2 separate regions of the Gossypium hirsutum genome follow, and region 1 is linked to region 2. Evidence: chromatin contacts called from public Hi-C data. All regions are on one chromosome and are shown on one strand. Each heading gives the region's core, a stretch centred on a gene start, on an enhancer-like site or on the middle of the called end of the contact. The rest is flanking DNA. Distances are from core to core; before and after follow the strand shown. Region 1 has its middle 3.3 kb from the start of LOC121216660. Region 2 holds the start of LOC107955142.

Region 1 (2,948 bases), core at 296-2,795, 280 kb before region 2:
GTAGTTAGGATCATTTACCACTGCTAGAATAATTTTGACTATCGAGGGTTAGTGAAGGTTGACCCGATCTTGGGTATTTGATCTAGGTAAAACTTAAACTTCGATGACCTGAGAATTCCACTGTCAGTCAAGCCTTTCCTTATGAAGGTAAGATTAAGGTAAGTGGGCAATGGTTGAAACATTGTCGAACCGGTGAATTTGAGCGGAAAAAATTATTTAACTCACTTTAATTGATCCGTAATGATTTTTATGCTGGAAGGCTGCTAATTTAAAAAAAAATTGAGTAGTCCGTAAATAAATAAAATTAGTTATTATGTACCTAATATATATAAATATGTAAATAAAGAATAATAATAAAGAAATCCCTTATTAGCTTAATTTTTGAATTAGGTAAAATTATGATTTTACTTTTTATTATTGTGTTTCTTTTCTTTTTTTGTTTCCCTTGGTTCTCTTCCCAACCGTCGCGGCCTTGACTTTTCCATTCCAACTTACCGTCGATCCTGTCTCATTCTCTCCACCTTCAAGCGTCACCGCCTAGCCTTCCCCATCCCACGCCCTCGCCTTTCCCTCCACGATCAATTGTCACCTTCATCAGCAGCCTGCTACACCACCCATGACAGCCAAATTGCCGCACCTTTCTCCCTTACCCCGTCACCGTTGCACACCACCATATTGTGACACCATCACCGAACAACAACTCTTTTTCCACCATCCACAAGCACCATAAAACCAATTGCAGCATCCATCCGCTCCACTCCCTTGCCACCACCTAGTCGCATAGCCAGTAGTAGCAGCTCTTTGTATCAGAAATAAACGACTACCACCCTAAGCGACCAGATCTCCCTGCACATAAACAAGAGTATTATGTCTCGAAAATGGAAAAGAGTGAATATTCAGACTGATTAAAACCCTTGTTCTGAACTCTGATTGCAAGAGCACGATATATTACGATCTTTAAGAAAAAATCGATGCTCCTGGATAAGGGTTTCCAGCTTACTAGTAATAGCGATGCCGATGCGCCGGTATTCATTCAGGAAGTCGTTAATGAACGGGGATGGAAAGTAGTTTTTGATGTCTGAAATCTTTCGGATTAAGGTATTGTTCAAGAATTTTATTCTCATTTTAATCTGTCTACAGTAACAATATTGCAGATGGGAGAAAGGGAATTGTTTCTAACAACATTAGTCATCAATGGCTTGTTTGATTTGCCTGATATTGAGAACGATGATTTCTTGACCCTATGTGAAGATGTTAATGCGAAAAGAATTCAAGATGTTTTGAAAGTAGTCACAGTTCTTGGAACTAAATGGTCGCTTTTGAGGCAAGGTACTCGTTACTGTCAGAGAGAATTTCTGACTCAAAAGGAAAATATTTCATCTTCTAACCTTGGAACCCGACTCGCAGAATCGAACCTGAGGATTTTGCTACATCTAGGTAGGATGTTGATGACGTGATCTCGTATACAACTTATAGGCCCAATCTCAAGAAGCCTAATCCCACAACATTTGGGTCGAATCTAGAAGAATTGTCAGAAGAAAGAATGGTTCGTGATGCCCTTAAAATTCCTTTGGGTCCCATTACGCGAGCTAAGGCCAAGAAAATGAAGGAGTCATTCATAGGCCTAATTCAACATCTATTGGCTGAACCCAATCCGTTCAGCAACTATTTGGCTCCAGTTAAGGATCCAGGTTGGTGCAACTTGTTGCACGTGATGAATTAAGTCTAAGAAGATTGTTTGGTTGCTTTCCCACAACTAGTTTTTCATTTATTTAATTTCCCTCAGCTCATGATTGCTAAACTTTAATTTTGGTGGTTTTTAGTTAAATTAGTTGTTAGTTTATTTATTCACTTTAATTGCATTTTAAATATTTTTTAATTTAGCTATTAAATTTGCCCAAATTTATTACAACTTTATTATCATATTTAAAGTGTCGTAAATGTTGTTTATTGTGCTCTAATGGAACACCGATGGGTGGCCAGTTTGGGGAACAAATGTAACCATTCAAGTGATGATCCAAGGGCCATTCAACTACATGAAGATGTATGGAATTTTCGGTCACTTAAAGGCTGATTCATGAAGGCATTTTAATGGTCAAGTGGAGATGAATGTATGAGAGGAATTGTTCATGAACCAGTAGCTTAAGAGTCAATCCATCTCCCATTTCCATGCATGGATATTCGGCCATTAAGGAGTGCATGAAGGGACCATTCAATTTGGATGCATGTGCATGAATTATTCCTGCTAATTAAATGCTTAAAGATGAACAAACATTGCTTAAGGGCTAAAGATGCATGGACGACACAAGGGGGAATGAATGATGAATTTCCAAACATTAAATGTGGGTTCATGTAATGTGAAAATACTTTGTACCTAAGGGATACACGTATGGCCGGTTTTGAAGAGGCATTTTTCAAGGCCTATAAATATTCGACCTAGGTCACTTTGTAAGAGTGAATGAACCAATCAATCAACTTTGAAACTTAAACTGATTTTATACTTTCTTCTTTTCAGGAATAAAACCAAACTTATCATGAACTTACCTTCATGCGCTGTTCATTAATAGATCCTATCACTTCCCTTCTCAACTCTTTCTGAAGTGTGACGATCATCCTATATCGTTGGTTCCTATCTCAATATAGATAATGGGCTACGATCTTTCTTAAAACAACCAACTTGTTAAGACTTAACTTTGCTTTGTAGAAATCAGGTCACACTGTTTCATAATGCTGGTTCATTTCTGGATCAAGTTTCGTTTTATCAATTTTTATTCATTCCGTTCTTCCATTCCAATACCTAAATACATTTCAAGTTCTAAGCTTAACTTCCCTTTTTTCTGAGAAAGTATCTATTTAGACGAATGGGCATATCAAATCATGGATCAAATTCTAAACTCGTAATCAAATTCATATTAGTTGATAACATGGATGAAGGGACAGAGTTTGAC
Region 2 (3,177 bases), core at 82-2,581:
TATATATCATATCCTCGTATTCAGATACGTGTCAAGCGCGCACATATATATATATATCCAAATATGTCAAACAGAAGAAAACTAGGAGAAAAATGCAAGGAGAAATGCTAAAAATTAATACAAGAAGGCAACAAAAAAACCTGTTCCATATCTGGCATGATGGGGCAAACCCTGAGTATTCCATGAACCTCTAATTCCGGAGTGAGTTGAGTCCCTCCCCAGCACCTGAAATCAGAAAAGAGAGAACAATTTAGATCTATTCACCATTAAAAACCTATAAAAATTAGAACAAAAATGGATAACCACAATTAAAACAAGCCATACATAGCCAGAGGTCACCAATAATTCCATTAATGCAAAGTCCAAAGCCAACTTTTCGCCCACCACTAGCTAGCATTGGAATATACATATTAACTTTGCAAATTTAAGATGTTACAAAGAAAAATTGACCGGTAAACCCCACTAGCTAGCATCTATCCACTTAGTGAATATATCCAAGCACATGATGTATAGAATTTTAGTGTATTATATAAAGCATCTCTTTGCATCTTTTTTAAAGAATCATTCACTTGAAATATATAAATCCATAATGTTAGAAAAAGAAATATACAAACCCTAAATACAATTAAACCAGCTTTATCCTAAATATATCAACTTCTCAGTTACTTCCAATCAAAGTATATTATCCCCCAGTATCATAATTTCACATGTCTGCAAGTAAATAGGTAACTAATGAGTAAAAGGGTATTTCTTTTTTCGTCAAAATCAACAAAGCTGTATCATTTTATGGATAGAAAATGCAGAGCAAAAGGGTTTACCACTGATGGAGGGGGAAAAATAGTCCCAAAAAGCCCAGTTGTGGTAGTTGATGAAGAAGAAGAGTCCTTTGGACCAAAGAGATGATCCAAAGAAACAGACGATGAAGATGATGATGATGATGATGATGAAGAGCCACTCACTTGCCTTTTGTTTTCCATACCAGAAAAATAAGTAAACTTTTTTTTTTCCTTTTTGGGGTTTAAAAAAACTATCTTTCTTTGTCAACCAACGAACAAAACTACTCTTTGAGATATATATATCTTAAAACAATAAACAACCCTCAAAGAACGAGACCGAACAAGAAAGACAAAGACAAAAAGGTGGCTGGCAATGTCAGGCCAGTGGATAAGATTTTCTTTTTTCTCACAAAACAAAAGAAACAAACCAAAGAGATAAAAGTAAAGAAGAGTGCAAGAGAGGTAGGAAGGAGGTAAGAGAAGGAAAGCAAAAGAGAGGGACAGAGAAAGCTGAGAAACACGTGAAGAGTTTGCAGTGCAGATGTAGAGATATGTTTGTTGGTTGGCAAAGGATCCAAGCCTATTTATAAGCCCAAGAAAAGGGGGTTTTCACTGTTTGAGCTCCTTTTGTTCAATCCCATTTTGAAGATCGAAAGAGAATTAGACAAAGGGTATTTTTGCTAAAGCCTAGAAAAGGAAAACCCATGTGAATTCGTTCATTTTTTATGTCTGGTTTTTTGACAAATGGCTATGCATGTATCATTCAAACACCAAACACAAGTTGGACATCTCATTTGATTCAATTCCAACCCTTGTTTGCCACGTGTCTCCTTGGGTACTTCTTTTTTTTTTTAATAAAGAATATGACTCAAATATACGTATTATCTGTACATAATTATTTCTTTATAAAATTATTAGATATAATATAAATTGTTTGCTCCTTTTTGGTATGGTTTGATTTTTATGTCAAGTCTGCAACTGTTGTTATTTCTCTTAAGCTATCAAATGTTTTTAAGATCTTTAGTATTTTTTTTTGTACTAATGTTACAATTAATTATACATTCTCATTTGAACAAAAAAAATATAAGTCATTGTAAAAATAAACAAATATATATTGTATTATGTTAATAGATTACATTGTTGAGGGGAAGTCGAGCTTCCGAAAAAAATCTGTGAAGTGTCATTTGTCCGGAGTCAATAAACCTCTCAACAGGTCGGTTTGGACCTGAGGTATCTATGCCCAATTTTATTCAAGTTTTGTCTCCCGACTCTACTAAGAGCCTCAGAGGGTTCATGGAGTGAGAGTGCCTCCATTCACGAGGAAATGCCAACATTTGCTCTTAACGAGATTTGAGCTCATACTCTTATATGGCAATTGTGGGTAATGAAAGTACCACTTTATCTACAACACTTTGTAAACTTCTTTTAGAGCCAGCCCGGCTTCCTTGCAATAACGATCATTAAGAATATATGATTAATTTTTTAATATGATTCCTAAATTACCTTCAATCTTTATACTGAGGATATTAATAATATATGTAATAAATATATTATAAAAATAATATATAAAACAATTGAGTCTTTTGTTGAAATGGTAAAATAAATATGTTGAAAAATATAGTGTCTTAAGTCAAATCTTATTGGGTGTATAATATTTATATAAAAAATATAAAAAATAAAAACATCATTAAATAATATAATTTATTTTATAAAGTAATTGTATTTTAATAATTATTAATTGAGTTGATTCTCGATTAACTCATAATAACAACTCAATCAAAAATTTAATATATAGTACAAGTTGTATAAAGCTATCTTTATTAAATTCAAATGAATCCCACTTAAAATATTCTTTTGTTATACAATTTTATGGAAGAAAAAAAGAGGACATATATAGCCGAAATTTAATTTGTGTTCCTAAAAGAACTTATATCTCAAAATTTATCTTGTAAATTATTTATCATATATAAAATATATTTTTAGTTATGATTTTTTATCAAATGTTATGAATAAAGTATACAAATAATATTTTAACAATCACTCACCAATCGTAAAAATTATTAACTTAAGCATTAACATTGTAAACATAAAAATTTAGGCACCCAACCGCCCGAGACCAATAATTATGTGATGTAGTATTATCATGGTGGATGATAGGTTGTATTACCATGCATTTCAACATACCAAATAGTATTATTCACATGGTATTATTAATTTGAAATTAAAAGAAGATAAATTAAAATATTTACCTCTTAAATTTTCAAAAAGTTTTATTTTAATTAGAAAAGTTATAATTTCATCACTAAATTTTATATATATTTTTAAATATGTTATACAATTATAATAAAATATGTAATAACTCGATTTGGATTCAACCCGATGACTTGACCTGAAAATCCAT

Evidence for each region. Hi-C and Micro-C count contacts between places; a contact is called where the count stands out from the background.
Region 1: a Hi-C map of leaf shows a contact between it and region 2, with 3 times the contacts expected there. The contact joins the enhancer-like site here to the promoter of LOC107955142 in region 2. A contact is called at or near these places in 3 of 34 Hi-C or Micro-C datasets (hypocotyl and leaf).

Annotation. Positions count from the first base shown.
Region 1 is chrD04:12,590,343-12,593,290 of Gossypium_hirsutum_v2.1, reverse strand. No RefSeq gene overlaps it. Among protein-coding and RNA genes, the nearest start is that of LOC121216660, 3.3 kb to the left of the region's middle. Within about 2 kb of position 1,545, at least 3 of the 9 cell types and tissues checked have an H3K27ac peak or open chromatin away from gene starts, as enhancers often do. A contact at or near this core is called in hypocotyl and leaf, where this site is marked.
Region 2 is chrD04:12,306,706-12,309,882 of Gossypium_hirsutum_v2.1, reverse strand. LOC107955142 reads right to left here and starts at 1,331. Exons shown (of 6, transcript XM_016890869.2): 1 at 819-1,331; 2 at 141-225. The coding sequence starts at 977.